6 separate regions of the Mus musculus genome follow, and regions 1, 2, 4, 5 and 6 are each linked to region 3. A link is a contact called in public HiChIP or PLAC-seq data. All regions are on one chromosome and are shown on one strand. The core of a region is the stretch at or near the end of the contact, and the rest is flanking DNA. Distances in the headings are between cores, read along the strand shown.

The links. HiChIP or PLAC-seq counts read pairs in DNA pulled down with a chosen protein or histone mark.
Region 1: an H3K27ac HiChIP or PLAC-seq map of embryonic stem cells shows a contact between it and region 3, with 20 read pairs. The contact joins the promoter of Gtf2ird2 here to the enhancer-like site in region 3. A contact is called at or near these places in 9 of 39 promoter capture datasets (3T3-L1-derived adipocytes, the C10 cell line, the HPC-7 cell line and 4 more), 2 of 484 Hi-C or Micro-C datasets (liver and nephron progenitors), 18 of 115 datasets of contacts at active chromatin or transcription factors (bone marrow-derived macrophages, embryonic forebrain, embryonic stem cells and 6 more) and 2 of 9 other capture datasets (liver and pancreatic islet).
Region 2: a FOXA1 HiChIP or PLAC-seq map of pancreatic cancer cells shows a contact between it and region 3. The contact joins the promoter of Clip2 here to the enhancer-like site in region 3. A contact is called at or near these places in 2 of 484 Hi-C or Micro-C datasets (the G1E-ER4 cell line and liver), 4 of 115 datasets of contacts at active chromatin or transcription factors (embryonic stem cells, pancreatic cancer cells and stem cell-derived neural progenitor cells) and 3 of 9 other capture datasets (adipose tissue, liver and pancreatic islet).
Region 4: an H3K27ac HiChIP or PLAC-seq map of embryonic stem cells shows a contact between it and region 3, with 5 read pairs. The contact joins the promoter of Ncf1 here to the enhancer-like site in region 3. A contact is called at or near these places in 3 of 39 promoter capture datasets (cranial neural crest, liver and maxillary cranial neural crest), 1 of 115 datasets of contacts at active chromatin or transcription factors (embryonic stem cells) and 2 of 9 other capture datasets (adipose tissue and pancreatic islet).
Region 5: a contact with region 3 is called in an H3K27ac HiChIP or PLAC-seq map of embryonic stem cells, with 14 read pairs. The contact joins the promoter of Rfc2 here to the enhancer-like site in region 3. A contact is called at or near these places in 2 of 115 datasets of contacts at active chromatin or transcription factors (both in embryonic stem cells) and 2 of 9 other capture datasets (adipose tissue and pancreatic islet).
Region 6: a contact with region 3 is called in a FOXA1 HiChIP or PLAC-seq map of pancreatic cancer cells. The contact joins two enhancer-like sites. A contact is called at or near these places in 2 of 39 promoter capture datasets (cranial neural crest and liver), 2 of 115 datasets of contacts at active chromatin or transcription factors (embryonic stem cells and pancreatic cancer cells) and 3 of 9 other capture datasets (adipose tissue, liver and pancreatic islet).

The regions. Positions count from the first base shown.
Region 1 is chr5:134,182,746-134,185,821 of GRCm38.p6, forward strand. It overlaps Gtf2ird2 (GTF2I repeat domain containing 2), which reads left to right and starts at 1,293. Exons shown (of 16, transcript NM_053266.1): 1 at 1,293-1,513.
Region 2 is chr5:134,550,836-134,554,207 of GRCm38.p6, forward strand. Clip2 (CAP-GLY domain containing linker protein 2) reads right to left here and starts at 1,599. Exons shown (of 17, transcript NM_009990.3): 1 at 1,211-1,599.
Region 3 is chr5:134,416,523-134,419,910 of GRCm38.p6, forward strand. Gtf2ird1 (general transcription factor II I repeat domain-containing 1) reads right to left here. Exons shown (of 30, transcript NM_001081464.2): 2 at 531-659. The coding sequence starts at 653. Among named protein-coding and RNA genes, the nearest start is that of Gtf2ird1, 38 kb to the right of the region's middle. Within about 2 kb of position 1,954, at least 46 of the 459 cell types and tissues checked have an H3K27ac peak or open chromatin away from gene starts, as enhancers often do. A contact at or near this core is called in embryonic stem cells and pancreatic cancer cells, where this site is marked.
Region 4 is chr5:134,228,131-134,231,608 of GRCm38.p6, forward strand. Ncf1 (neutrophil cytosolic factor 1) reads right to left here and starts at 1,495. Exons shown (of 11, transcript NM_010876.4): 1 at 1,366-1,495; 2 at 1-25. The coding sequence starts at 1,437.
Region 5 is chr5:134,581,104-134,584,584 of GRCm38.p6, forward strand. Rfc2 (replication factor C (activator 1) 2) reads left to right here and starts at 1,587. Exons shown (of 11, transcript NM_020022.2): 1 at 1,587-1,783. The coding sequence starts at 1,686.
Region 6 is chr5:134,244,747-134,248,151 of GRCm38.p6, forward strand. It overlaps Gtf2i (general transcription factor II I), which reads right to left. Exons shown (of 34, transcript NM_010365.4): 21 at 2,473-2,531; 22 at 2,075-2,149; 23 at 1,764-1,865; 24 at 371-436; 25 at 1-131. Among named protein-coding and RNA genes, the nearest start is that of Ncf1, 17 kb to the left of the region's middle. Within about 2 kb of position 1,640, at least 31 of the 459 cell types and tissues checked have an H3K27ac peak or open chromatin away from gene starts, as enhancers often do. A contact at or near this core is called in pancreatic cancer cells, where this site is marked.

The DNA.
Region 1 (3,076 bases), core at 43-2,542, 230 kb before region 3:
ACTAAGTAAGTCAAGGACTGAGGGCAGACAGCAGAGCTTGGAGACAGAAAGTAGGAAACGTCATGGCAATCTGAGAGTGGGAAGAAAGGAGATTGAGTGGGAGCCAGAACAGCCACCAAGCACTGTGCCCTAAAAGGCCACATTGCAAGGGTGAGTGACCTGATTTTGACAAGTAGCCAGAGCAAGAGATTTTCAGGCTGGACGAACACCATAGGATCTAGCAATCAGTGACCCACTTGTGACCTGGGAGGAAAGGATTTATTGGAGCCAGCTCAAGAACACGAGCAAATACAAACTATGTCGGAAGCTACACAGCCTTTCCTGATATGAACAAAGTGTTCTCATTTTATTTTGGGACAGGATCTTATATGTAGTCATGGCTGGCCTCAAACTCAGAGAGATTTGCCTATTTCTTCCTTGTGAATGCTAGTATTAATGGCATGTACACCAAGCAACAAATCTTTAAAAGTATTTTTTAAATATTTTATTTTTTTTAAGCGGGTGTGGGTGCATACAGAGGCCAAAGGATTCCAATCCTTTGGAAATGCGAGTTACAGGCACGTGTGCTGTGCTTGACACAGACACTGGTCTTCTGAAAGCACACTTATCAGCTCTTAACAGCTGAGCCACTGCTCCAACCCCCTTTCCAGTATATTTTAAAGCAAACAAACAAATAAAACTGGAACCCTTGTAAAGTGGGGCTGGAGGGATGGCTCCGTGGTTAAGAACACTTGATCAGTTCCCGCATCCATACCGTCTGAAACTCCTGGTCCAGGGGATACTGTGACCTCTTCTGGCCTCCCCGTGGTGCATATAAACAGGGTGGCAAAATACTTACAACAGATGGTGCTTTACGAATAGCTCCCGAGACATGCAGCCACGCAAACACAAGAACATAGAACTGACACAGGCACAAAAATTAGTTTTAAAGGAAATGCAATGTCCTAAAAGGTAGGTGGTGTGATGGCGCACGCCTTTAATCCCAGCACTCGGGAAGCAGAGGCAGTGGACTCTGAGTCCGAGGCCAGCCTGGTCTACAACGCAGGCTAGCCAGGGCTACAAGAAAAACTCTGTCGCGGGGGGTGGGGGGAGTGGGTGCCTGAGTAACACGTGGGGTGACCTCTCCGCTTCCACGTGCACGCACAACCACATTTTAAAATATCTCTATCTATCCAGAACGGCCATGCACATCCAGGGAAGGCGCGAAGCCACGTGCACGCCACGCAGCCCGGCCGGCGGCCTCGCGGAAGCCGTCCTGCAGCGCACCGGAAGTGGCCGTCCCCACCGGGGGTGCTTCGGCCACGCGCGGGAAGCCGACCTTCCTTCCAGGAAGCAAACAAAGACAAAAAATAAAATAAAAAAGAGGGAGAAAAAATAATAAAAACGAAAAACAGGAAGGGAGCGGAGAGGAGGCGCCCGCGGCCCCCGAGCTGCGGTCGCCGGCGCAGAGCCGCTGCGCACGCGCAAGCCAGGCTCCAGACCCCCGGCGCGGCCCGCAAAGCAGGGCCCTCAGGTGCGTATCCCGCCGCCGCTTCCCTCACAACTTCCGCTTCCGGGAGTCCCCGCCGGGGCAGAGCGATCTCTCGGGGTGCGTGGCGGGACCTTCGGGCGCCCGGTGGTCAGCGCCGACCCCCATTTTCCCTACCGCGATCGGGCCGTGAAGAGTGGGGGGCGGGGCGGGGAAGACGTGGGGTTAGGCGACTTTCGCACGCCAGGCGCGCACCAAAATCTCGCTTTCGATTGGTTGTGACGGGGCGAGGAGGCGGGGAAAGCTGCGCCCGGTGCGTGCCGAGGTCACGCGCCACCTGACGTACCTGCGCTGTGTTTAGAAACCCTTGATTGGTTAGGGGAAGGGGCGGGGCCATCGCGGTTGCCTAGCAACGGCGCTCTGGCTCCACCTTCGGCGGCTGGCTTTGCTTGTTGGCTCCAGGATTATGGGGGCGTTTGGTGTTTGTGGCAGCCAGTGGTTTAGGTCGATGAAGAGAACGGAAGAAAGGGCCCAGCCTCCAAAATGTGGCTTGTGTCTGGTCTGGTTGAGAGTACAAGGTGGCCTATGGCCATAACAACTAGTACAACAATCAAAAAAAAAATTTTTTTTTCCAGACAGGGTTTCTCTGTGTAGCCCTGGCTGTCCTGGAACTCACTCTGTAGACCAGGCTGGCCTCAAACTCAGAAATCCGCCTGCCTCTGCCTCCCAAGTGTTGGGATTGAAGGTGTGCGCCACCATCGCCTGGCTCAAAAAAATTTTAATTTATTTTAAAACGTTTAAAATGTTTAGTAACTTTAAAATTTAAAGTAAATTTTTACAAATTAAAATTCACTATAGTAATGTATTTAACCTATTGCACCCAAAACATTATTCTAGAATGTACTTATTTCAGCACAGAGAACCAGAATGAGCCGGCAACGGTGGCCTTCAAATGGATCTGAGAGTTCAAGGACTGCCTATATATAGCAAGTTCCAGGCCTGCTGGGGCTACACAGTGGGACCTTGTCACTAAATAAATTATAGCCGCTTTATTGAGATACAGGAAAACTCATCCTTTAAAATACAATGCAAGTCAGAAAAAGAATTCCTTCCAAAGTAAAATAAAAACAAAATAACAGAACTCAAGCCTAGTGTGGTAACTCAAATGTGTCTGTCAGCCCAGCACTGGGGATACTGAGGCAGGAGGATTTCAGAGAGTTACAGGATAAAAGAAAGAAAGAAAATGGAAGGGAGGCGGCTGAAGAGATGGCAGTTAAGAGCTTGTACTGCAGGCCGGACATGGTGTCGTACAACAGGCAGATTCCTGTGAGTTCGAGGCCAGCCTGGTCTACAGAGCAAGTTCCAGCACAGCCAGGGCTACACGGAGAGACCCTGTTTCAAAAAACATTCAAAAAAAAAAAAAAAAAAAAGCGTTTACTGCTCTTACAGAGGACCGAGGTTCAATTCCCAGCACCCATGTGTAAATTCAGGACCACCACCACCTATAAATCCATTTCTAGGGCACCCACTATCCTTCCCAGCCTCCTCCATCCCCAGGCACGCACACGGTGCACACAACCATGCAGGGAAAACACTCCCTCCCACCCA
Region 2 (3,372 bases), core at 349-2,848, 130 kb after region 3:
GGTCTCAGGGTCTGCCTTTAGGGTCTGCCCCACCCTCCAGCTGTGCCTCTTGGGAGCTCCTGGCTTCTCCACTTGCCCGGCATCAGGTTAGGCTGTGCTGTGCTGGGCAAAGTAGCTCTGGTTCTGTGTACCTGCCAGCCCCTGGTGGTGCCAATCCAGGTGACAGCGACCTTATGAATGAAGGACTCATTGTTTACATTTACAACTGATGGGGAGAGGCCTCTGGCTCACAGCAAAGGGAAGGTGGCCCCACGTGGTGCTCTCTAGCTCCTCAGAGCACAGCCCTAGGCCAGCCCCATCCCCAGCGTCCTCTGTCGGGGCACCCTTCAAGATTAAAGCCAATTCCTAGTTCCACAACCGTCCAGGCCCCTGCCCATTTGTAGTCCAGAAGACAGGAGCGGGATCTCAGAGGCTGGATTGTGATTCCTCTACCCCTAAGGTGTTCCTCTGCAACGACCTTTCCAGGCTTTGGCCAGGATCGGGAGAAGGCACGCGTGGCAAAGCCCAGTGAGTCCAGGACAAACACACAGGCCCCTCCTGAGGATCCACGCGGGCTAGCCCTGGAGGCTCAGCCCTGCATCCTGCGTCGCCACTGCCCCTCCCTGGGGGGAGGGAAAAAAACTGCTGCCTCACCAGCTACCAGCGCCAGCTTGGGGGGGCAACCCTGCGGAAAGCCACCCTGCCTGGGCCTCCCCCTTACCCTATCCTCTGCCAAGCCAGGCTCTCCAATCAAGTTTTGCTAAGGGCACCAACCAGGCGACCCCAGGTGGCGGGGCGGGGGCCTCCGTGTCTCATCCCAGATGCCAGGTCTGAAGATGAGAGCTGATGGCCGCGCCCACCAGGCTGTGCCCCCACAGAGCCTGTGTGAGCCTTCCCCAAGAGCTCTGCAGCTTGTCCTGGATCCGCTCTTGGAAAGAGGACGCCAACAAAAACACCCGAATCCCAAGCTATGGATGTTTGCACCATCTGGACGTGCAATCCAGGGGCGCCCCCAACCCCAGCAGCGACCTGGGTTAAGGAAGTTGGGGTTCACCCCGCCCACGCCCACCAGCGGCAGCGACCCTGTCCGCTGTCCTTGCCCACGCGACGACAATGGCTTGGTGATAGCACCCCCTTTTCTTTCCAGGATAGGGTGCCGCCGCCCCCCGCGACTCTGCGTCCTTTGTTGCCCGCGCGCCCCCATCGCGCGCGTCCCCAGAGCGGCGCCTACCTTGGAGCTCCAGCAGCGACCAGGACCCGACACCCCTCGCCTCCTCTTGGTCCGCGCGTCCCGGGAACGAGGATGCTGCGCCGGTCTCCTCACGCCGATACACTAACCGGGTCTCCGCGCTCGGAGTCCGGGCCTCGCACAGGATCTACGTCCAGAAGGGGATAGAGGGAGGGGCCGATCCAGTAAGCCCGGCCGCTGCCTGCGCGCCCCGAGGCGGAGCCGAGCTGAGTCGAGCCGAGCGGGGCCGAGCCGGGAAGATCCGAGCCAAACGGGGCGGAGGCGAGAGAAACCGAGCAGAGCGGAGCCCGGTGGAGCCCTGCCAAGGTGAGCCGAGCCCAGCCGAGAGAAGCCGAGCGCCAGGAGAGCTCAGCGGCCAGAGAGCGAACAAAAGGGGCCGGCGTAGCGGCGGGCGCAGGAAGGCGGGGCCCGGAGCGCGGGGGGTGGGGGGGAGGTTGGGGGCGGTGCCCACAATCCTGGTCTCCGGGTTCTCAGGCAACAGTGACGCGCAAAGACTGGGGAGCGGGCGGGCAGAGAAGTCTTAGGAACCTGGTCTTCCCCATCAAGACCATCTACAGCTGACTTGAGCCTTGGAAATAGATTTCACTCACAGGCCCTTCAGCCCTACGCATTTATGTGTGTTCCAGTTTCTGTTTCAACCCTGCATTGCTTATGTAAATATTCCATATAAGGAGACTGAGACACTTAGGAACGTAAGGGGGCGGGGCTGGGATCTGGAAGGCTTTTCGCAAGGGTTGACTTAGGGACTGTGTTCAAAGAGGCGAGGAAGGGGAATGATGCAAATGACCAGAGAGCTTCAGGGGTACCACCTGACACCTGACACTAGGCAAACTGAGCGGGAGGACAAGCGGAGCTACACAGTGAGACTCTGTCTCAAAAAAATCCTTAAGGTCTCACTCAGCGTGGTGGTACGTTAACCTCTGGACCTCAGTTTCCCCATCTTTAAAGGAGGCAGGGTGTTTTTTAGTTCATCAGAACAAAAAGGTAGTTGTGCATTGATGCCAACAGTAGGCCAGCCCAGAGGAACTCTTGCAGTGAAGAGAGTCTGTGTGAGAAGAGCCAAATTCCTCAGAAGTGGACCGTATACAAAGTAAAGAGTGGGTTGTTCGAGAAAGAGCAAGTTTTACGTAGCTAGATGGACAGTTTCAGTGTTGAAATAGGACCTAAATCATGGCAGACTGGAACGAATCCACCTCTTAGGTTGGGTCCTGGCTTAGAGGTAGAGCACCTACCTAGGATAACCCCAGGGAGGGGCTGGGGGCGGGGCTCAGGGGTAGAGCCCCTGCTTAGCATTACTGAAGCCCCAGGTTCCATCCACTAACAGAAAAATGAAATAGCTGGCCATGGTAGCACCTGCCTTTAATCCCAGCACTTGAGACGCTGTAACAGACTGATCCGTATTAGTTTAAGCCCAGCCTGGTCTACATAGAGAGTTCCAGGCCAGACAGGGCTACATAGTCTCAAAAAGAAGGAAAATTAATACCACAGATAAAAGAGTTAAAGTTCACACTTCAACCATCAACCATAGTTCTCTGTCTGTAAACCCTTCAATGTGTGTCTTAGAAAGAAAGGATGAGGGCTGGAGAGATGGCTCAGTGGTCAAGGGCATACATTTCAGCTGGGTGTGGTGGTGCATGCCTTTAATTTCAGCAAGTTAGGGGCTGCACTCTGTAGCTTGAAGCCAGCCTGGTCTGCATAACAAGTTCCATGCCAGCCAAAAGTATACAGTGAAACCCTGTCTCAAAAAATAAAAGACTGGGGCTGGTGAGACGGCTCAGTGGGTAAGAGCACCCAACTGCTCTTCCGAAGGTCTGAAGTTCAAATCCCAGCAACCACATGGTGGCTCACAACCACCGGTAATGAGATTTGATGCCCTCTTCTGGTGCGTCTGAAGACAGCTACAGTGTACTTACATATAATTAATAAATAAACAAACAAATAAATAAATCTTAAAAAAAAAAAAAAAGACTGTACACTGCTCTTTCAGAATCCCGGTAGGAGGAAGAAAGATCCTAAGTTCAAGGCCAGCTTTGGCCACATGATAATTTGGAGGATGGCCCAGGCTACATGAGTCACCGGGACAAGGATTTGTCCCCATGTGAGCCACCTGAGCATTCTGTTGGTGCCCTCAGCAGGCAGACAGA
Region 3 (3,388 bases), core at 704-3,203:
GTGACCTCTACATGCATGCATACAACCCCAGCCTCACCTCCCACCCCTCCCCACACACAGAACTTTCAGTGGCTACACCAAACTGGCTTACCTGGTTATAACCAGGACTACAGTACAGAAATCCTTCAGAAGCAAAATCCTGTCTGTAAACCCAGTAGCACACAGTTGGCACTTAATAAATGCTGGCTGTTGAGATGGCTCAATGGTTAGAACCAGGTTGAATGCTTATTACCCACAAGGAGGCTCACAACTGTCTGAAACACCAGCCCCAGGCGATTCAACACCCTCACAGACATGCATGCAGGCAGAGCACTAGTGCACATAAAATATAAATGAATACGTGAGGGAATGAATGCTGGTCTTGAGCCATGCATGGTGTGACAAATGTGTTGGGAGTTTAAGCCCAACTCCTGGGTGTCAGAGGCAGGTGGATCTCTCTAGTCCCCAGCAATAAGAGATTTGGATGGACAGAACCTCTCAGTTCTCCCACCTAGCCCTTAGGCCCTCTTCCCACCTGACCAGCCACTCACCATGGAGTCTAAGGCGGACACCAGACTGTTGATGAGTTCGTCCTTGCGGGCGAAGGTGGAGTTCCAGCGCTCAGACCCACAGCCGTTGGTGGGGATGTCACAGTGCTTCCCCAGCAAGGCCATGGTCACCTAGAGAAAACAGAGAGGACACAGTGGGTAGCAGACACATGGTATAACTGGGTAGGCAGACCTGACTCCCAGGGTCACCTGGAATTCACAAGTGGGACAGAATGCCAGCAGGCCTTCCTGACCATTACTCAAGGGCCTCAAAAGTATAGCAGAGATTTGAACTTCCATAGGCCAGGAGACAGCAGCTACTGCAGAAACCTGCAGGTATCTAAGAAAATAACCTATAATTACTTCCTCCTATTTGAATGAAACAGTCTCAGGGAATTTGAACATTCTCTCCTAAAGGGGAGTTCCTGAGATTCAAGGACAAAGCAACTCAAGTTCCAGAGATGCAGCTTATTGTGAGTGGCATCAACCATCACGAGGTGGGCTTTTTGAGTCACCCCCATTATGACAAGTAACCCCACGCCCATCACGGTGGTTTGAATGAGACTAACCCCCACAGGTTCATGTGCTTGGATGCTGAATTGCCAGTTGGGGAACTGTTTGAGAAGGATTAGGAGGTGTGGTCTTATTAGAGTGGGTGTGGCTTACTACAGGAAGTGTGTTACTGGGGGTGGGCTTTGATGCATGATGTCTCTCTGCCTTCTACCCACAGATATGGATATAAAACTCTCAGCTACTATCCCAGTGCCACGCCTGTCTGCTTCCTGCCAATGATGACCATGGACTAACTAACCCTCTAGAACTGCAAGCAGGCCCTCTCTTAAATGGGTTTTGTTTTCCTGTAAGTTGTCTTGGCCATGGTTTCTCCTCACCGCACTCTAACTAAGACATCCATGCTTCTGTAACTAGCCATTCACTCATTCACCAAGCTAGTCTCCAATAGAATTCTTCCTTCAACCTATGGTGGTCGGGGCCTTCGTGGGGCAGACATTTGGTCACGCCACTTCACAAAAAGGCATACACCAGCAACGTGGCTGAGGGTCATGCTCCAAGGAACAGTACCTAGGGATTCAATCCGTCACTAATGTGAGCCCAATACCACGGCAGGTCCTAACTGCCGCTGTTTTCCACAAACGTAATGCCAGTCACAGCCCTCTCCTGCTCACACAGTTCATGGCTGCCCACTGCCCACGTGCTCTGAGCAAGGCCTTACTTTCCAGCTCTGGCTCCTTGAACTCAAGATCTTTCTCTTTCTGCCTGCTAAGAACTGAGATTACCAGCCTGTGTCCATATCCCTATAACCAATCCTTTGGGAAAGGCACCGGACTGCCTCACCCATGGCTTAGCTGGGCATTGCCCACGTCAACTCCGTACACGCCTCTGGGCTTGGTCACAAGCTCCCAGATCAAGGCCACTGCTGAAGCCTGAGTCTGCTTCTTGGATGTGGGCCATGGACTTGGAGCAGGTGCAGACAGCCACAGGCTACTTCCTCAAACTAGGGATTCTCTAGGAAAGGACTTTGTACCAACTTACTGAGGCTCCTCACAGCTCTTCCTTTAAAGGCTTCTTTGGCTTGCTCAAGCCTAATAAATTCAAAGACAGGGTTGCTGATTGCTGGTGACTGGCTTGAGCCTGTTCTTCCAGAGCTAACCCAAGAAACGGGAGTGAGGGGGTCCTGCTAGCTGCCTCTGAGAGCACCTGCCCCTCTGGCCTAAGTAAAAGGAGGCAAGGGACAAAGGCAGGACACTCTCTGGGCTTGTTCCCCAGGGCCCTCTGAGGCCCCTGGCTGGGTGTGTCACCCAGCCATAAAGTTGTAGATCCACACCCTATTTGCCACCTGTCTGCCACCTGTCAGCAGGGATTCTAGACACTCACTGGGTGGGGTAGCACACAGCCAGGTGGCAGGGCCTCCAGGCCCACAGCCTAAAAACAGGCACCAAGCTGAGGATGTCTACTGCCACGACAACTGACTCCCAGACTGTAAACCCTGCAAGGGCCAAACTGCATCTCTCCACCACGGCTGACCCTCAGAGCCCAACTCATTGTCTGGTGTGTGTGTGTGTGTGTGTGTGTGTGTGTGTGTGTGTGTGTGTGTGTGTGTATGCGCGCGCAACAGGCCAGACACAGAATCCCAGACACTCTCCAAACCTGGCTTCAGTGTCCTGGGAAACTCAAGACAGCAGCAGGGGCCATAAGGTATATATGCCTCAGCAAGAAACACTAGATCTACATCTGAATGAAGAGCATCTCCGACCTGGTACTGGCTCTGTAAATGTGTTGTATTTCCTCCAAGGAAAGGATGAGATGAGACCTGTCCCCAAGCTGTGCAAAGACGCAGCGTGGGCTGAGCTCAGAGAGTGCTTCTTGCTCTGTTCTAACTGTCCCCAGGCCATGACCTGGAAGCTTCTAGCCTCTGTACAATCTAATTTTCCAAGTTGATTCAATTCAGCTTCTCTCAGCTTCTGCCTGAATTGCCCTGGTTGGCCTTGTACTTTTGGCAGTCTGTTCTAATCTTCTGGCTCCTTCTCATTCTCTGGCTCTCTCTGTCTTCACCTGTGTCTAGCTCGTTCTCTCTACCACCCTTCCCAGTAAAACTTCCACACGCACACCTTCCTCTGCCTTGCTACCTTAAGTAGCTTCTCTTTCCAGTGTTGTACCAGAGAGTGCGGTGTGTCCTCTCTCTCATTCATTCCATCAAATCTTTCCCTGATTCATTACTTGTCTGCCCCGCAAGTAGACATCACTTTGAAACATGGCTGCTTTGTTCTACAAACTAACCTTACCTTCATTGTTAGGGGTTAAAGGTACATGCTAAGGGTGTGTCTGTATTCCAGCCAGATCTT
Region 4 (3,478 bases), core at 245-2,744, 190 kb before region 3:
GCCACTTAACCAGGAACATGTACACCTGAGGGGCATTAGAGCCGAGAGGGGCACTCAGCACCCACGAGGACCATGCTGTGCCCCTGGGCTGCCTTTTTAGCCTTGGATGGAAGGCTGAGGGGTTGTGGTGAGGCAATCTTTGGGGGTTTTGCTACATTGTGAGACTCTGTCTAAAAATACCCCTGTGATTGTCTCCAGGGGAGGGATGGAGGACATGAAGGAAACACCCAGGGTGACCGCTGTCCCCTCTTCTGGTGTGGCTTTTGGTTGTGGAATGATTCAGAACATTTATATTTAGAGAGGGAGGGAGGAGGGAGGGGAGACTTAGCTCTTAACTGCTGAGGGTCCCAGGTAAACAGCTTACAAGTGCTGGGCGGCACCATCTCTGGCCTGCCTTGGGCCGAGCAGACCCAGTGATAGAGTCTAGATATATGGGCAGATATTCCTCGACCTCATCTCCCCAGGGCAAACGGGAGACATCGTCCCCTACTAGGGATCCAAACTCAGTAACCAATATCATAGAAGAGGAGAGAAAAAAAAGCCACAGTTTCCAGGCCTCGCAGGCTGCCATGCAGGGCCACTCCTGGAGCTGACTAGACAGGGAGGTTTCCTGGTAGGAATGAGCCTTGGTCCTAGGCACTGGACAGAGGGTAAGGTTGAGCTCTGGCATGCTTGGGGGCTCAGTGTGAAGACAGAGAGGGAGGCAGCTGGGACGGTGCACAGGGGTATCTGCTCACCATGGCAGGGTCCTTTGTGAACACCCAAGAGAAGCCTGAAGCCCAAGGATAAGAAAGCCCTGTGCCTGAGAGGTCCCCACGGAGGTATATCTTCCCCTGGTCCCCCTCCCCCTCACATCCTTCCCTTGGTCCCCCTCCCCCTCATAGCCTCCCCTGGACCCCTCCTCCCATATCCTTCCCCTGTTCTCCCTCCCCCCATATCCTTCCCTGGTCCCCCTCCCTCTCACATCCTTCCCTTGGTCCCCCTCCCCCTCATAGCCTCCCCTGGACCCCTCCTCCCCATATCCTTCCCCTGTTCTCCCTCCCCCCATATCCTCCCCTGGTCCCCCCTCCCTCTCACATCCTTCCCCTGGTCTCCCTCTCTCCATATCCTTCCCCTGTTCTCCCTCCCCCCATATCCTCCCCTGATCCCCCTCCCTCTCACATCCTTCCCTTGGTCCCCCTCCCCCTCATATCCTCCCCTGGACCCCTCCCCCCATATCCTCCCCTGGTCCCCCTTCCCCTCACATCCTTCCCTGGTCTCCCTTCCTCTCATCTCCTTCCCTGGTCCAGGTGGTTTTTGGGTAGCAGCAGAGTGATAGCACTGTCCCCACTATGCGCTCCTGCAGGGCACTCTTAGGCTACTCACATAGTGCTGGCTGGGGATGAAGCGCTTCTCGAAGCCCAGCAGGGCAATATGGCGAATGAAGGTGTCCCCCATGGCTGGGCCGTGACAGGGACACTTCTCTCTATAGCCTGGGCTGGGCCTTAAATACACTAAAAAGAAGAAGTGGTTTCTGCTGCTTGTGGGGTAAGGGCGGGGAAGGCCCAGGAGGCTCTTAGACTTAGTCTTTCACTTTCTGAGAATTTTTGAGCTTCAACAGAGTGGTGGGGCAGCCAGGGGCCCTGAAGCACAGAAACCTGTTCTACCGACACCATGGCCCAACCCAGGCACTGGGGCCTCTCTACAGTTCTGAACCACCCCCAACAAACATGGGGCTGGAGAGCTGGTGCAGTGCTTAAGAGCACTGACTGCTCTTCCAGAGGTTCTCAGTTCAATTCCCAGCAATCACATGGTGGCTCACAACCATCTGTAATGGGATCTGATGCCCTCTTCTGGTGTTGTCTGAAGACAGCTACAGCATGCTCAGATTAATAAAATAAATAAATAAATCTTAAAAAAAAAAAAGCTGGGTGTGGTGGCAGGCAGAGGCCGGCAGATTTCTGAGTTCGAGGCCAGCCTGGTCTACAAAGTGAGTTCCAGGACAGCCAGGGCTATACAGAGAAACCCTATCTCAGGAAAAAAAAAAAAGCCTGTGACCCCAGCCCTTGGGAGGTAGAGGCAGGAGAATCAAGGGTTCAAGGCCAGCTTCAGCTATATAATGAGTTTGAAGATAGCCTGGCCTACGTGAGATTGACTTTAGAAGTCCTGTCTTTACAGGACCAGGACTGGACATGGCTCCGCAGATAAAGTCCTTGGCATACAAGCCTGAGGACCTGAGTTCTATCTCTAGAACCTACATTAAAGAAAAGTTTAGGGCCAGCGAGATGGCTCAGTGGGTAAGAGCACTGTCTGCTCTTCTTCTGAAGGTCCTGAGTTCAAATCCCAGCAACCACATGGTGGCTCACAACCATCTGCAATGTATAATAATAAATAAATCTTTGGGCGGAGAAAGCAGGGACTGATGGAGAGAGAAGAGTTATCTGAAGTGAGAGGGTCCGACCTGAGCAAGGGGAGGTCCTAAATTCAATTCCCAACAACCACATGAAGGCTCACAACCATCTGTACAGCTACAGTGTACTCATATACATAAAATAAATACATAAATCTTTTTAAAAAGCCAGGTGTGGTGGCACACACCTTTAATCCCAGCACTTGGGAGGCAGAGGCAGGTGGATTTCTAAGTTCGAGGCCAGCCTGGTCTACAAAGTGAGTTCCAGGACAGTCAGAGCTATACAGAGAAACCCTGTCTCGAAAAACCATTTAAAAAAAAAACTTTTTTAAAAAAATAAAGAAAAGCTCAGAATCCTCTGTGTGTGTGTGTTTGTGTGTGTGTGTAGATGCAGTTATAGGCAGTTGTGAAATAGCAGACATTGATGTTTGGTACTGAAGTTAGATCCCTCTGCAAGAGAGAGAAGCAGTCGCAGCCACGGAGCCCTCCCTTAGCCTGGAAAGTATGTACTTTTTTATTTTTCGTTTTTCCCAGATAGAGTTTCTCTGTGTAGCCCTGTGTCCTGGAACTCACTCTGTAGACCAGGCTGGCCCAAACTCAGAAATGCACCTGCCTCTGCCTCCTGAGTGCTGTAGTTAAAGGCATGTGCCACCACTGCCTAACTTCTGGTGTCTACACTAAATAAGTAGAGTCAGGAGGTCTCTGGGACTCACTGGCCAGCCAGCCTAGTCTCCAGGTGAGTTTTAAGTTAGCAGTAGACCCTGTCTCAGAAACCAAGGAGACTCCGGAGAGATGATGTCTGCACGCAGGTGTAGACATCAGTAGACACCCACATAGGTAAGACAACATCTGACCGTGTACTAGCCCTTCATAGAAGAATTTGACTTCTCAGACAGCTCAGCCTGGAAGGGAACTTGGGAGCCAGCCATGGTGGCAAGTGTCTTTAATTCCAGCAGTGGAGGAGGACTCTAATGTCACCAACACTGGAGGAGAAGAGACAAAAAGCCGCGGTCAGCAGGCCTCTCTTGCAGAGCCTCACCCTGAGCTGACTAGACGGATTTCCTGGGAGGAGTGAGCCTGGGTCCTGGG
Region 5 (3,481 bases), core at 337-2,836, 160 kb after region 3:
TTCTCTCCTTGTTTTCTTATTGCTAAAGAGGGAACACAACAACAAAGCATGACCAGAAGTGGTGGCACAGCCTTTAATTTCAGCATTCCAAGGACAGGGGTGGGGGGATCTCCCCTGGTTCAAGTCCAGCCTGGTTCACACATCCAGGTCAGCCAGGGCTACAGAGACACCTTCTCAACAGCAACAATAACAAAAAGCAAGGAAAGCAATTAAAAAACTGCTAATGTTTAGCCAAAGAGTTCAAATAAAAACCTTTGTGCTTACCAGAGGCACTCCGTGGGATGTGTCTGGGCAGGCAGACTACGAAAATAAGCAGTTTGCTGAGGTTGCTAACGGTAGGGCGAGCCTGCTTGGAAATCACCAGCCTTAAACCTTGAAAATGCCACCTTGGAGAAAACCATTTTTTTTTCCTCGTTGATACTGGTGGAACCCAGGCTTCTGACCCATGCCCTATTATTTCTTTAAGAATCTCATGTACCCCAGGCTGGCATCTGTCTTTCAAGTGCTGAAGCTACAGGTATGTGTCATGTCAGCTTTTTTTGTTGTAGTTGCTTTGTTGAGACAGAGTCTCCCTTTTCTAGTCCCAGAACTCACTCTCCTCCTGCCCGGCTTGTTAGTAGTGTAAGAATGGCAGGTGTGGGACTGGAGAGATGGCTCAGTGGTTAAAAGCACTGACTACTCTTCCAAAGGTCTTGAGTTCAAGTCCCAGCAACAACATGGTGGCTCACAGCCATCCATAATGAGATCTGATGCTCTCTTCTGAGGTGTCTAAAGACAACTACAGTGTACTCACATATGATTAAAAAAAAAAAAAAAAAAAAAAAAAAAAAAGAATGACAGGTGTGTGTTACTTTACCTGGCCAGAAAGTATCTTTAGTTTTGTTATTGTTGTATTTTTTTTGTTTTTTTGTTTAATTTTTGTGATAGCTCTGAAATTTGTGATAGTACATAGCTCTGGCTGGCCTTGAACTTACAAAGATCCATGTGCCTCTGCTCCCAAGTACTGGAATTAAAGACCTGTGCCACCAAACCTGGGCCTAGAAAGCATCTCTTTAAAAATACTTATTTAGCCGGGCGTGGTGGCCCACGCCTTTAATCCCAGTACTTGGGAGGCAGAGGCAGGCGGATTTCTGAGTTCGAAGCCAGCCTGGTCTACAAAGTGAGTTCCAGGACAGCCAGGGCTACACAGAGAAACCCTGTCTCGAAAAACCAAAACCAAAACAAAACAAAAAAAACCTTATTTTAGCCAGGCATTGGTGGCACACACAAGAGATAGAGGCAGGCAGATCTCTGAAATCAAGACCAGCCTGGTCTACACAGTGAGTTTCAGAGCAGTCAAGGGCTACACAGAGAAACCCTGTCTCAAAAAAAATAAAAGTCCATGAAAGTAAAAAGAAATGAAATGATTTTATTTTATCTTATTTAATGTCACAATTAAATAAGATATAATAAAATGTCTCCCCCCCCCCCCCCCCCGCCTCTCAAACGCCAGCTCCTGAGATCACTGCGGCCTCTAGCGGCCAGGGATGGCTACGCGGTGCTCTCTGCGCAGGCGCAGGAAGAGATTCACCGCCTCTATAACGCACTTCCGCTTTCCTCTCGGCGTTGCCCGGAAACCAGGACCCAGACTTCCGTCAAAGCGGCATGGGGCGGGGCCTCGGGTGGCGGGAAGAGCAGCCACCGGAATGGAGGTTCAGGAGAGTGGCTGTGACCCATCCGAGAGTGGGGCGCAGGAGCCCTCGCCTGTCCCCAGCAAGACCGCCGGCCACTACGAGCTGCCGTGGTGAGCCTGCAGCCATAGTAACGCGCGCGTAGACGTGAGGGCGGGCCGAGCTCCAGGAACCCTGGGTTCGACCTGGGTCTAGGGGACAGAGAAGGTGCAGATGTCCCCAGGAGCGCAGATTTCCCCTTTCCTTCTTGAAGCTAGATATTCTGTTTTTCTTTCTTTCTTTTCTTTTCTTTTTCTTTCTTTCTTTCTTTTTTTTTTTGAGATCGTGTCCTGTGTAACCCAAGCTGGACTCGAACTCACTACGTAGCAAAGGATGACTTTGAACGTTGATCCTGGGGTGACAGGGCATGCATTACTTCCGTAAAGCAGTGCTGGGGATGGAACACAGAGCCTCGTGCACGCTAAGCTAGCACTCTACGGACTGAGGCCCATTCACAGCCCTGGGGTTCACTGTGAAGCCCAAGCTGGTCTTGAAGTTTCTGCAGTTCTCCTGCTTCAGCTTCCCAAATACTGGAATGGCAGGTGTAAGCCACCAGGCAAAGGTAGAGATTTTTATTTATGGAAATTGAGGAATATGTGTCTCGAGGTTCATCTAAATGATGCTTAAACGTGACTAATAGGCCCTCATGCAGTGCAATGCTAATGGCTTTTATTTATTTTATGTATATGAGTATACTGTAGCTGTCTTCAGACACACCAGAAGAGGGCATCAGAACCCATCACGGATGGTTGTGAGCCACCACTATGGGAATTGAGCTCAAGGCCTTTGGAAGAGCGGGCAGTGCTCGTCACCGCTGAGCCATCTCTCCAGCCCTGGCCTCATATTTTTTTATTTGTTTAAAAATCTCATCTTAAAAAACTATTAGCTTTAGCCAGGTGGTGGCACACACCTTTGATCCCAGCACTTGGAAGTCAGAGGCAAGTGATTCTCTGAGTTGGAGGCCAGCCAGGGCTACACATAGAAACACTGTTTAACAAAACAAAACTCTGTGTGTGTGTGTGTTTCACTTTTGTTACGGTAGGTCTCACCACCCTAAGCTAGCTGCAGACTTTCTGTATAGTCGAGAATGACGAATTCTGACCCCACTGTGTCTTCTGCCTATGGACAGGGGCTGCAGGTGAATTTTGAGCTTTTAGTTTTTGCATGGAACTTGCTGCCAGACCACATGCTAGCATGGAGCTACCCCAGCACTAGTTTTTCTTTATCAAAAGTAAGGTTTCTGACAGCAGACCACAGAGAGGTTCCTCGGTTCACTGAACTATCTCTCCAGAGCAATGGTTCTCAACTTCCCTAATGCTGTGACCCTTTCATACAGTGCCTCATGTTGGGGTGCCCCCCCAACTATAAAATTTTTATTGCTACTTCATAGCTGCAATTCTGCTGCTGTTATGTTATATGATGTCAATATCTAAGTTTATTGGTGGCCTTATGCATTCCCTGAGGAAGGGTCAGTCAACAGCCCCGGGCGGGGGTGGGGGGTCCTCGACCCACAGGTTGAGAATGCTGGCCTAAAGTGTAAAGTATACTAGAAAAGTATGCAAACTGGAAATATCCCTCAGTGGCAGACCCTTGCCTGGCATGCTCAGGGCCTAGGGTTTCATCCCCAGCACTCAAAAAAGAAAAGGAAAGTAAAGAAAAGAAAATGCACCATGTATATAATTTAGCATTGTCTGGTAGCCATCGAAATAAGTAAAAAGAAAGTGGGTATCCCCTTGGAGTAGCTCACACCTTAGCTACACAGGGAGTGTGAG
Region 6 (3,405 bases), core at 390-2,889, 170 kb before region 3:
GGGAATGCCAAATGTGGACGGCCTTCGGAAGGGCACCCCCTCGGGCAAGCCTTCCACATAGAAGTCTTCTGGGAAGGACTCGAACAACGCAAACGGGACTTTCACAGCCTGCTTAAGGCCAAGCGCTTCCCCTGTAACACACGGCACATCTTAGAAAAGGCATTTGCCAACATTCTGCAGCAGCTACAAGACCATACTGACTGGAAAAGTCCTATTTGTTTTAATTTGGGAAATGCTCTGGGAACTCTTGATCCTCAGTGAAATGGGCCGGGATGGCAGGCCGCAGCCCACACTTCCCCATGGAGAGGTCACACTCACACCACTTCTATCAGGGAACTACTTCACAGTTCAGGTTTCACAACAAACCTACCGCACTTTTCATTGAAGAGGTTCTCCACTTTCTGCTTCAGGTCTGTGATCTTAGCATTCCAGGCCTCTGTGTGAAGAACAAGAGCCAGTCAGCAAGGCTTTCCCAGGGCGAGGGCTGGGATTCATCGCCTACCATTTGATTTAAGTTGTTTGTTTAGGTTTTTCAAAATAGGGTTTCTCTGTGTAGCTCTGGCTGTCCTGGAACTCACTCTGTAGACCAGGCTGTCCTAGAAATCAGAGATCTGCCTGCCTCTGCCTCCTGAGTGATGAGATTAAAGGAGTGCGCCAATGTCCCTGGTTTCATCTTATCTTTTTCTTTCGAAGCTTTACAAAGCTCAGGACAGACAAGCACTTTTACTGTAAGGCGGGCGCTGTGGGTCAGGGCGTCTTATGTGCGTACACAGTGAAAGCTGAGCAATCCCTTCTCCTCCCTTCCCCTCGACCCTCCTGTGCACTGTGTATTCAGATGCTGACCTCTGTACCCAGCTCTGGCTGTAGTCGGAGGTTGGCATTATCATTATTGAAGCATTTGCTAACTCAGTATTTTATATGACGCTGCTCTCCACCACCTTCTGATTGGTCAGTAAAGAGATGATCAGCCTCTAGCTTGGCAGGAGAGAATAATAAGGGACTTCCCAGCCTACTGAGGGGTCCCAGGTGGAGAGGACACAAAAAAGGGAGGAGCCAGAGCTGAGGCTACAACGGAAAGTAAGGCCCTGTGGCTGGGCGGGCAAGCAGACTCAGGCTAGACTAGACCAGAGCCCATCCAGCTCAGTGCCCGGAAGGCTAGAAGAAATCTACGGGGCGTCCCTGTCATTGACTCAGAGCTAAGCCGGATGATGAAAAGCCCTAAACTTTCACACTTTCTCTCTCTCTCTCTCTCTCTCTCTCTCTCTCTCTCTCTCTCTCTCTCTCTCTCTTTCTCTCTCTCTCTCTTTCTCTCTCTCTCTCCCCCCCTCTCTCTCCCTTGCCCATCAGCCCTGTGGCCTATAACCAGCTTTTACTCCTTCATGTCATGTACGTTACTCTAAACACACAGGTTTTTAATAAGGCTGCTTTGCCTGCCCCTCCAATACCCATATAGTTAAGCTAAACTGTTAGACTGGATACACTGGCTACAAAGAAGTGACCCATGCTGAAATGAAGAACAAAGGACCTCTCCTGGCCTGGTTAGAGTGTCTGCCACATGCCAGGTCTGGCTCTGGGTACACTCGAGTGACTCAACTCACAATCCTCAGGCGCTCTGGCACATGGCCCATAGGAAGAGCCTCACCCACAGCACTGGGTAAGGTGAGGGTATCACAGGGCCTCACTGCATGTTTAACCTGAACACACTGACTCAACCAAAGGAAACGCACTGGCTTGCTGACATAGTACGTTAATTCTCTACCTACCAAAGGAAAACTCTCTCCCTCGAGGCTTGAAGGGAACATTTGAACCATTGGTCTGGGTAGGAGTTCGAACCGCAGAGGTCTGAGGACTGCTGTTGTTGGGGCCTAGTTAAAATAAAAAGGAAAACCAAGGTTACTGTGTACATGTAACAGAAAGCACAGCCTAGGCCCTGGAGACGCAAACACGCACAAGCACAGAGAGACATTTAGCGTTCTCACAGGTGCTTTTCGGACATAAAACCTCGCACGCACACAGGTAACTGAGGTCCCACAGCTGCAAGCTGGTGTCCAGAGAAGACTGTGGGACAGCTCACCTTCCACAGTGACCTCAATTTCAGGAACCTTGGAGTTGCTCCCAGGGCTTCGTGGTCGTTTTGGGGACTGCAATGCTGTAAGGCAAATTGCAAGGTTACCTTTGCAAGCTGCATTCAAAAATACCAAGGGCCGCTTATAACAGCGAAGCGTTAAAGTCCTACAGTTGCGCTCTTTTCAAAGAGCCCAGAAGCATTAAACGGGCAGCATGACCCTCCACACAAGTGCCAACGAGCAGGAGGATGCAGACAGCAACCTCCAACAAAATGGCAAGAAAACAGAAAAAAGAAAAGAAATAAACCAAAGGCCGCAGCGGCAGTGACAATGCAGATATGGATGACATGGGACAGTGGAAGGGCCCGTGACCCATTCCACACCCCGAGGCGGGCGTGCCTCTTACCTTTAGTGTTGATTTTGCTAGCCATCCCAGGAGGCAAATAGGACACAACTAGCTCAGGCCTAGAAAGGACAGATAGCGTGTCACTCTCCACACAGCGCACACAGCCCAATGACTTCTCAACACCAAACACGCATGTGTATTCATGATTTCCATGCACATGTCTGTTTGTCTGTCTGTATATCACATGCATGCCTATGTCCATGGAGGTCAGAAGAGGGTGTTGGGTCCCCAGGACTGAAGACAGAGAGTTGTGAGCTGCCATGTGGGTACTGAGAATTGAGCTCAGGTCCTCAGAAGAGCAGCCAGTGTTAGCCTGAGCACTGCAGCAGCTGAGCAACAACGGCAACCATAGGCTCACATATTTGGATGCTCGGCACCAAGGAGCAGCCCTATTCGAGAAGGATTAAGGGATACTTGTGGGAGTAGGTGTAGCCTTGTTGTCGGTCCTGTGTCACCCAGGGGGCTGGAGGGGGGATGGGCATTATTTTAAATGCCCACACCAGGCACAGTGTGTCTGTCTGTCTCTGTCTCTCTCTGCTTTCAGATCAGGATGTAGCTCTCAGCTACTTCTCCAGCACCACGCCAGCCATGCTCCCCACTGCTGCTGATAATGGAATATGCCTCTGAAACCATAAGCAAGGCTCCAGTTAAATGCTTTCTATGCTAAGAATTGCCCTGGTCTTGTGTCTCTTCATAGCAGAAGAACAGTAACAAGTTGGTACCAGGAAGTTGGGTACTGCTGACAGGCCCGACCATGCTGCTTGCTGGCACAATGTCAACTTTGGACTAGGAAAGCAGTTGATGCTGTAAGCAGGGCTTAGTGGGCCACACTAGCAGGGGTATGGAGGGCAGTACTGAGGGCGAAGTGAGCTGTGGGCCCAGCTCAGGAGGTGTCAGAGGGGAAGAACCGCGCTGTGGCTTGGAGGGCCTTCT